3 separate regions of the Mus musculus genome follow, and regions 1 and 3 are each linked to region 2. Evidence: chromatin contacts called from public Hi-C data. All regions are on one chromosome and are shown on one strand. The core of a region is the stretch at or near the end of the contact, and the rest is flanking DNA. Distances in the headings are between cores, read along the strand shown.

The links. A called contact is a pair of places that touch in the nucleus more often than the background predicts.
Region 1: a contact with region 2 is called in a Hi-C map of muscle stem cells, with 2.3 times the contacts expected there. The contact joins two enhancer-like sites. A contact is called at or near these places in 1 of 15 datasets of contacts at CTCF or cohesin (large pre-B cells) and 7 of 484 Hi-C or Micro-C datasets (B cells, epidermal suprabasal cells, large pre-B cells and 2 more).
Region 3: a Hi-C map of muscle stem cells shows a contact between it and region 2, with 1.5 times the contacts expected there. The contact joins two enhancer-like sites. A contact is called at or near these places in 4 of 39 promoter capture datasets (3T3-L1-derived adipocytes, the C10 cell line and liver), 1 of 15 datasets of contacts at CTCF or cohesin (pro-B cells), 5 of 484 Hi-C or Micro-C datasets (the 63-12 cell line, brown adipocytes, muscle stem cells and 2 more) and 2 of 115 datasets of contacts at active chromatin or transcription factors (bone marrow-derived macrophages and fibro-adipogenic progenitors).

The regions. Positions count from the first base shown.
Region 1 is chr16:25,063,208-25,066,079 of GRCm38.p6, reverse strand. It overlaps A230028O05Rik (RIKEN cDNA A230028O05 gene), which reads right to left. Exons shown (of 3, transcript NR_040374.1): 2 at 1,243-1,367. Among named protein-coding and RNA genes, the nearest start is that of A230028O05Rik, 5.0 kb to the right of the region's middle. Within about 2 kb of position 1,344, at least 30 of the 459 cell types and tissues checked have an H3K27ac peak or open chromatin away from gene starts, as enhancers often do. A contact at or near this core is called in muscle stem cells, where this site is marked.
Region 2 is chr16:25,157,044-25,159,785 of GRCm38.p6, reverse strand. All of the region lies in intron 1 of Gm32196 (a long non-coding RNA gene), which reads left to right. Among named protein-coding and RNA genes, the nearest start is that of Gm32196, 20 kb to the left of the region's middle. Within about 2 kb of position 1,400, at least 10 of the 459 cell types and tissues checked have an H3K27ac peak or open chromatin away from gene starts, as enhancers often do. A contact at or near this core is called in brown adipocytes, fibro-adipogenic progenitors and muscle stem cells, where this site is marked.
Region 3 is chr16:25,262,413-25,265,411 of GRCm38.p6, reverse strand. No RefSeq gene overlaps it. Among named protein-coding and RNA genes, the nearest start is that of Tprg, 23 kb to the left of the region's middle. Within about 2 kb of position 1,466, at least 86 of the 459 cell types and tissues checked have an H3K27ac peak or open chromatin away from gene starts, as enhancers often do. A contact at or near this core is called in brown adipocytes, fibro-adipogenic progenitors and muscle stem cells, where this site is marked.

The DNA of each region.
Region 1 (2,872 bases), core at 95-2,594, 94 kb after region 2:
ATTCAATCTATCAACAAGAGCTTGCCTTAAAAAGGCTATTTATAGGAGGCCTTCTTCTTGTTTAAAATCACACACAAACACACACAGACAGAAGTGGGGAGGGGGGAAGAGAGAGAGAGAGAGAGAGAGAGAGAGAGAGATTATTTACCCAAACATGCTTAATTTAAAATATGACTTAGATATTCAAATATACTTTTAAAGTTTGCTAATGCATTTTCTTCTTCTAAAAAAGTGTTTTGAAGTTATGGTCTTCTTTGGAATAAATATGCTAATTAAATATACTAAATGAAGTGCAAGCACAGTAATGAGTCACTGAACTTACAAATATGCCTTGAATTCCAAAACTGTTCAATCCCTGGGTAGGAATGACTAGCTGACGGAGAACTTACCTGAAAGAATAATAAAATCTCAAATAGAACTTGAGCTATTTTATGAAATTATCTTTTGTAATCCATCAAGGAATCATCAATATCAAGGGAGATTCTTGGTTCTTCCTCTCCTTTGATCCTTCTTCTTCTTTTTTTTTTTTTCCATTTTACATCTCAATTACAGCCCTCCCTTCCTGCTCTCTTCCTAGCCCCACCCTTACAAATCCCCCATTGTCCCTGAAAGGGAGTCCCCCACTTAGTAACTGCTACATCCTGAAACCTCTGGTCCTAGCAGAACTAAATACATCCTTTCCCACTGAGGCCCAACCAGGGAGACCAGGTAGGGGGAAGGAGATGCAATGGCAGGGAACAAAGACAGAGACAGACCCAGCTCCATTGGTTAGGGAACACACATAAAGACCAAGCTGCACATTTGCTACAAAAGTGTAGGAGGTCTAGGTCCAGCTCCTGCATGCTCCCTGGTAGGTGGTCCAGGCTCTGTGAGCCCCCACGGTCCCATGTTAGTTGACTCTGTAGGTCTTCTTGTGGTGTCCTTGATCTCTCCGGCTTGTTCAGTTCTATCCCCCATTCTTTCACAAGTCACCCAAACTCTGCCTGATGTTTGCCTGTGGGTCTCCCCATCTGCTTCTTTTCTTTTAAAACATGTGATCATCTTTTAGTACTAAGTTAATACATTGAAATAGAAGTAGAGCGGCATAAGGACGTCATGGATGGAACACATCTTATTTTAGGATGGTGTTCAAATAGAGGTGCCTCGGAGCTTCCCAGTGTGGTAATCTCCCCTCCCCCTCTCTCCCTCCCCTCAAATATCTTCCCTTCCCCACCCAAAACACCAACCCCCTTTCTCTCCAACCTTCCTTTTTATTCTCTCAAAACTCCAGTTGGCTCTACTTCCAAGATGGCTGAGGCTGTCGGGGTCCTGATGTCATCCAGCAGAGGGCGCTCTTGGAGAAGATTTGGGCATGGCCATGGAAAACTCTGGGAGGACAAGGACAGTTTCCTTTAGAAGAGGGCGACTGTGTTATCTGGGTTTCATGGTGACTTAAAGGAGAGCTTATTGGTCCTCCTTGAATTGCCTCAAATTTTCTGCTCATTTTCACAAAATTCTATCTATGCAGATGTTTTAGTGCTACATTCAGTAGGAGGGGGTGGAAGAACTAATTGTTTGTTTGTTTTTAAGCTATAGATTCAGAAGTACAAGGTAGCTAACTGCACAGGAAAGCAGCTGAGGATGGCAAATATCAAGCAAATATCAGCCAAGGCAGGTGTGTGTGTCAGAGACAGCCAATCTGCTCAAGCTGACCCTGTCTATCTCTCCCTGTCTTGTGAGGCACAAGAGAACATTTTTTCTCTCTCTCTTAAAGGCAGTGGCAGATATTATGGACAGAGCTCAAACAATAGCACAGAATCAACACTGGACCAGAAATAGATAGTGCAGATCCATAAAACTGTCAGAGGCCAAGAACAATCTTGATACTCTTTAACCTAGCAAAAGTTATCCATTGGAACCTAGAGACCAAACTCCAACACATAGCTTACAAATCAAAAGGAACACCAAGGACCAGTGGGCATCTGGGATGTGGTCCTGACTCTAAGATTTCCTGCCTGTTTCTTTGGTCAGGTCCAGTGGGTAAGCTTTGTAAAGTCTCATTGTCCTTGTCTAAGAGAACTGAACTGTAGAATCCATGAGATACAATTCATATTTCATGTTCTGCATTGGAGACTAACTTGTTAGAATTGAAATCCAAAATTTCCTTTGGAACGCCATAAGATGAGGAGTAAGGGTGTGGCCAGACATCATTATGTGGTTAAACATGAACTTAGGGATGACAGCTTTCATCTGGAACTTCGACGCATCCCACTTCAATGTCTTTCCACCCTTTGGTCCTCACCAGTGTAAGGGTGGGAACTGTCATTTCTTAGCTTGTATGTAGACTCCAAGATAGAATGACTGAGTGTCACCAGTCAATCCGCAGCAGTGTTGACATTTCCAAGAGCAGAATGAAGGAACCAGGAGACACTTCAGAGCCTAAATCCTACACATAATGGTTCAGTACACACCAGCCACAGGCATCAAGGTCATACAGTAATCAGTAGGATGAACCTGCAACATAGGCTAAAAATGTACCTTGTACCCGGTCACCACCTTACTCACAATCCCCAGGACCTAAATGACACTGTTTAGGTAGGCTTTTCCTGGTGAACCTTGGTTTCATCTCTAAAAAACAGCCCGTCAAATACAGGATAAATAAGTTAATGATTTCACTGGAAGCTAGTATCCACTGTCGAGCTGTGAAATAGGAATCTACGGACCTTCTCTTTCCACTGAGGACTCAGGTTGCTTTCAGTCAGTTCAATACTCTTAAGCTCACAGAGTTCTTCACTTGCTACATTTCCTTGGGTCCAGCTGATCTCTATTCCTTCACTTGCTTGTGTATGTAAGCCTCCTTGAAACAATAGTATCTAAATTGAGAGCTGTTTTG
Region 2 (2,742 bases), core at 151-2,650:
AATTATCAAAATAGAAACATTTTATAGACTTTTTCTATGCTGCCTTTTATTATATAAAGAATTTACATATTTTCCCCAGTTTGCAGAAGAGGAAGCTGGGTTTTAAAGTACTGGTTTAAAATACAGTTTAACCAATGAAAAGCATAGTTAAAGAAATTCTACAAATAATCTCTGCTTGCACTAGATAAATGAGCTTTTGCAAAGTAGGAAAGTTTTATCTGAATATTTTGCAGGAATAATAATAAATACTCTGGTCACCAGATTTTTCATTTTCTTTCTCCCAGGATAAGCAATACATTACCAAAAGAGCTAATTAATTATTAGCACTCATTAATCTATACAAGTGGTTCTCAACCTTTCCAATGCTATTACCCTTTAATACAGTTTCTCACATTGTGGTGACACACACCCCCAAGCACAAAATTATTTTTGTTGCTACTTTATAACTGTAATTTTGCTACTGCTATGAATCATAATGTAAATATCTGTGTTTTCAGATGATCTTAGGTGATCACTAAAGGGTTCATAACCCACAGGTTGAGAACCATGGCCTCTAAACCAGGATCCAGCAGCCCTTTCACATTGTACTGTCATAGGTTAAGTAAATAAATGTCAGTCCCTTGCTCTTACCATAGCATGCCCCTCAGAAATACCAGTGGTTGTCTATTTTCTGTAGTTATCAAAACTTCTACAAGTCAAGTGTCTTCCTGAGAATGTTTTCCCCAAATTTCTCCCTCACTTTCTACAGCCTAGACCATTCCTCTTTGAAAGCAAACTTTTTTGTCTGTCTGCATTTGCTAATGCACTTCTTAACCTTCACATCCTCCCCATTCTTCAACAGTAATATTAAAGACAGCTGTCTTTGGCAACACAGCTGAAATTCTTATTTGTTCATGGTGACCCTGTCTGACCTGGAGATATCCCAAGTCCCTAGAGCACCTATCCTCTTTTGCATAATACAGGCCATGGTCTCCATTCTGTTTACCAATAAAAGCCCTTGTTCCCTCCTCTTCTCCCTCCTCCTACCCCTCTTCCTCCCACCCCCTTCTCTCTCCTCTGTCTTCCTACCTGCACTTATGCCTGCATAGCAAACACAATGCCACTAAAATATTTGTATCGAATTAGTAAAGAAAAAATGAAATGTGGAAAATGTTAAGTTCTGTGTCTCTGCCTCAGGCAGAGCTTAACTGCTGTAAACAGCACTTGTGATTCCAAAGCCCCATTGTCTCACCAGACCCAGTAATGAAAGTCACTTCTCCTAATGACATCCTTGTGGAAACTTTTGTGACCAGCCAGTTGACATCTTTGGATCATAACCCAACTGCTAGTTTCAAAGGGTGACTCAACCACTAGCCTTAGGCAAAAATGTCAGTGTCACCATGCCCTCAATCAGTTCAAAGACTGGGAGTCAAAGAATTTCAGCACATCACAGTGTGTGAGCTGAGGCGTTGAAAAGTGTGCTCTCCACAAGCCAGACCCTGGGGGTAGTTGTCACCCAAATCATTCAAAAGAATAACCAGAAGGTTGACTTTGGTCACAGTCTGCTTCCTAGGAAATCATAAAATTATTCTACCCATGGGTGACAATTGGGAAGAGAACACTCAGTCATGGAAACCCTAATGCTATAAAGAGCCTACATAATATTATCAAGATTATTATTATTATTATTATTATTATTATTATTATTATCTTGATTGCCAATTGGAATCAACTAAGAGACACCTCTGGGTAAGGGAGTTCCCAGAAAGGATTGCCTGGGTGAGGAAGAGGCTTCTTGCTGTTCTCTGTTGCCATTGCCAGAGATTCCAGTATCTTCCATTTTCATTTTAACTATGTGCATTTCTGTGTGTTGGGAACTGGATGTGTGTAGTTGAAGGCATGTGCCTATAGAGTCTGGAAGAGGTAGCTAGGTCTCATAGAAATGTTGTTACTGGTGGTTGAGAACCAGCCAATGTGTGTGGGTGCTGAGAACCAAACTTGGCTTCTTTGCAAGAGGAAATAAATCATCTCTCCAACCCCAGACTCCAGCTTCTTTGGTCTTCCAAAGAGGTCTAAAGACAAAAAACTCTCCAAGAGTCTTCAGGTCTTTCTTCAGCACCAGATTGGGACTACTAAAAAAATCCAGCTTCAAGGACTGGATTTTTGTCCGCTCCCGCATTTGGGTGGTCAATGTTGGACTGACTACCCAGCCTCTATCCTGTAAGCCAATCTAGTGAACTCTGTTTTATAATATGGATATATTCCATCAGTTCTCTTCCTTTATATAACTGCCCAATTCAAGGGGCAGTTCTAGAGAAACTGAATTATAAGGATGAATTTCTCTATTGGTCTTGGTGGTAACTGTATCTGGCTTTCCAATTTAAAGGATGTGATCTTGTTCCTTGGGGTGGAGATGGGGGGGAGCCCTAATGAGATAGAGAAGACTGAACTGTCAGACTCTAATGGTTTTATTTAACCTTAGTTTCCCCACTCTTAATGGCAGATGCCTCTCTCAACCCTGCCCCTTGCAGTATTGCCCTGTCTATTCCTGCCTGGGGCAATTAATTCCGCACAGTCAACAGAATTGACAGTGACAGTCTTTGCAAAATATGCCATGCAAGACAATGATGATGTCCCTCAGAAGCCATGCTCTTCACCCATCTAGAACTACAGCCGGTCTTCAACCTTTGTATGTCCAACAAGTCACCAATGACAAGGTATATTATACCTCTAAAGAACTTTAGTGTTCTAATCTACAGAAGC
Region 3 (2,999 bases), core at 217-2,716, 110 kb before region 2:
GGAAGGCATGGCAGATAGTGGCCAGATGGTGAGAAGGAGGCAGTTCCGGACACAGCCTTGAAACAGCGAAGTTATGTGGGAGAGTGAGAGCAAACTGACCCTGCCGTGCAGATAGAGTGGGCAAAGCGTGAGTAAAGACAAGGAACAAGAGGGCGAATCACAGGAAATACTGCTTGGTGGGTGGGAATCTGCGGTTGGCACCAGAAATGGCATTGGGGAATGGAATCGTCTTTGCCCATCAGGAGGCCACTCACGCTTGGTCAATTATTGGTCTGAAATTTCTCACCGAAGGCAATGCCATGCAGCCAGCCGCACTCTGTCACAAATCGGGGTCCTGCAGCCATATAGCGGAAAGTTCTTGAGTACAAAGTGAAGTTTGAGTATAAAGTGTGGTTCGTAGACCGAATGCCGCTGTGAGATGTGAGGTGATGCTTCTCATAACTGCATCAGGCAATCTGTGGGTTGGGGATGACAAGTAGGTTGGAGACACCTAATGTGGGTTGATACATGGGGTGGCAGACAAAAGATGCTTAGTAGAGACTAGAGAGATGGCTAATACCAACCTTTCTCTCACAAAATAAAACTAGAAGCTAGGGATGAGGGATCTAGGTCCTGTTTGGAAACTGACCAATAAAATTGGGATGACCATGAAACTAAATGTTTAGAACAGGTCTAGAACAGGGGACTACTATCTCAGACCTGATTTATAAGTAGCCTACTGTAGGCTGGACAGTACAGTGGGCTCTAAAACCACAAAGGTGTTGATCATATTAGGTTAGAACCTCTCCTGCAGCAGGGGTTATTAAATGTGGCTCTATTGAGCCATTTGGCCTGTCAAAAAGTGTTGGCATGCACCAATCATGTGGGACATGGTGTTGAAATGACTTTTGACCTACAAACTCTGTCTTCAGTCATAACCATGATGTTTCTATGTATTTCAAATAATGACTTCCACTGATGAATACTTGGAAAGCTTATGTGCAGACAATGGAGGTCTGCCTTTTATCAGCAAACTCTGACCCCATTATATTCTGGCTTAATGCTCTAGAGCAGACCTGTCTCCTTGGTTAGGCATTTCAAGGATCCTGGGGTCTGATCCTACCTTTGTCTCAGTTCGTTCCTGTCCCTTCTTTCCCATATCCCTTATCAACAAGTCGGGTGCTAACCTAGCAAAGGGGTGTGCTCTGTATGTAGAACAAGCCTCCTCCTTTTTGTCAAAGTGACAAAGTGACAAAGGATGCTTCAAGACTCAACTCAAAGGTATTCTTCCCCATGCTACGTCTTGATAACACCTTGCACATTTTACTTTAAATGCTAGCATGCCAATTAAGTCTACTGGACTGATTGTTCCTCAAGGCCAGAAACCATGTTTATTCATTGTTGCTTTTCTATATAGCGGACCCTTTTCTAAGTGAAGAGGCTAACTCAAGCTGCAGTGCAAACTATGACCACCAGATGGCAGTAGGTGGACATTTTGTCTCTCTCCCAGCATGAGGGAGAAGAAGGGTTTGTAACAAGTGCCTTTCATCTCTGCCCTTGCAGACAAACGTGTCTCTGAAGACAGAAAGAAACCTTTGACTGGCTAGTCGGATTCCCACACCCCCGAATAAGAATAACAGGTGGCCATTGTATTCTCCCTTTCCTGACAACTCTGTCCCTTAGGCTCAACTGTATTCCATGATGCAGGAACATAGATATTTCAGTTTGATCTTCACAAGGACAAGGTGACCGTCTTCTCAGGAACTGGGAGGAATGGTCACCAACACCCACTGATGGTCAGCGTCTGTTGAGGTCCCAGAGCTTCCTGCCCACATCCATCTGTCAGACCCGAGCAACTGACAAATGTCAGACAAATATCCAGTGCTGACATTTTTTTCTAAACGTTGTTATTGTATTTTTGCTTGACATGTAATAGGTATACATATTTTTAGGCACAATAGGCGTTAGATATAAGAATATTTTGAAAAATATAAATAAATAAAAATTAAAAATAAAAAAGAACATTTTGTGTAATAATCAGTATGGTATTTTATCATATCTAAATTACCTCAGCCATTTATAATCTTTTATTGTGAGAACACTTAAATTCTTCTCTTGTGGAAGGTGTTTGGAAATACACAGAGCAATACTCACCATAGTTATACAGTTGTGCTTATAGTGACAGACAGACCGTCTTCCTTTTACCCAGTTAGGCATAGGCCAGACTCTCCCTTCCTTCGCCTCCTCTCTGCACTGTCTGATTACCACTTTCCCAGTCTACACGTATGACATCAGCTTGTTTTGATTTCTCAAACGGGTGAGGTCATCCCTGTGGTATTTGTCTTTCTGGGCCTGTCTTGTTTCCCTTAGCTATGCCCTCCAGACTCATTCACAATACTGCAAAGTTAAGAAGTCAACAAGTCTTAATGACCAAATAATATTCTTCTGGGTATAGATAGACAGAAGTCATAAACGTTCCACTGATGGACCCTACCATTGATAACAATCCCAGGCTTTCGTGAAAATCACCAGCAATTCCCTGCGCATGTGTAATACTGTGAAGCTAGTGTCTTCCCTGAGGACTTGCCAGCTTAGTTGTTGAGCACAGTGAGACAGCCCTAAGCTTGAACTTTGAAGCAGCCTAGAACCAGAATCCCTGACTTCTTTGTGTTTGCTGGTCTCTGAAGTGCCCCAGAAACCAAGGGACTCTGAAGTGATGCCCAAGCCAACCGAACAGCTCTAGAGGCACGCAAAAGTCCTCTCAGCCCTAAAGTAAAAGGGCCAAGAGTTTCCCTTCCTCGTTCCTCTATCACAGCTAGCTTACACTCTTCTCTACCCTCTACTGCCTATTGGCATGGTAACCGGGATGCAGAAAACGGGGGAAGTGTCTATTACTCTCTCCATAATTCTTGACAGTCCAGCTCCACCAGTTGTTCCCTAAGCCTATTCTCCTGGTTATTTTTTTTGGCAGTTTGACATAGCTGGAGTCATCTGAGAAGAGGAAACCTCAGTTGAGAAAG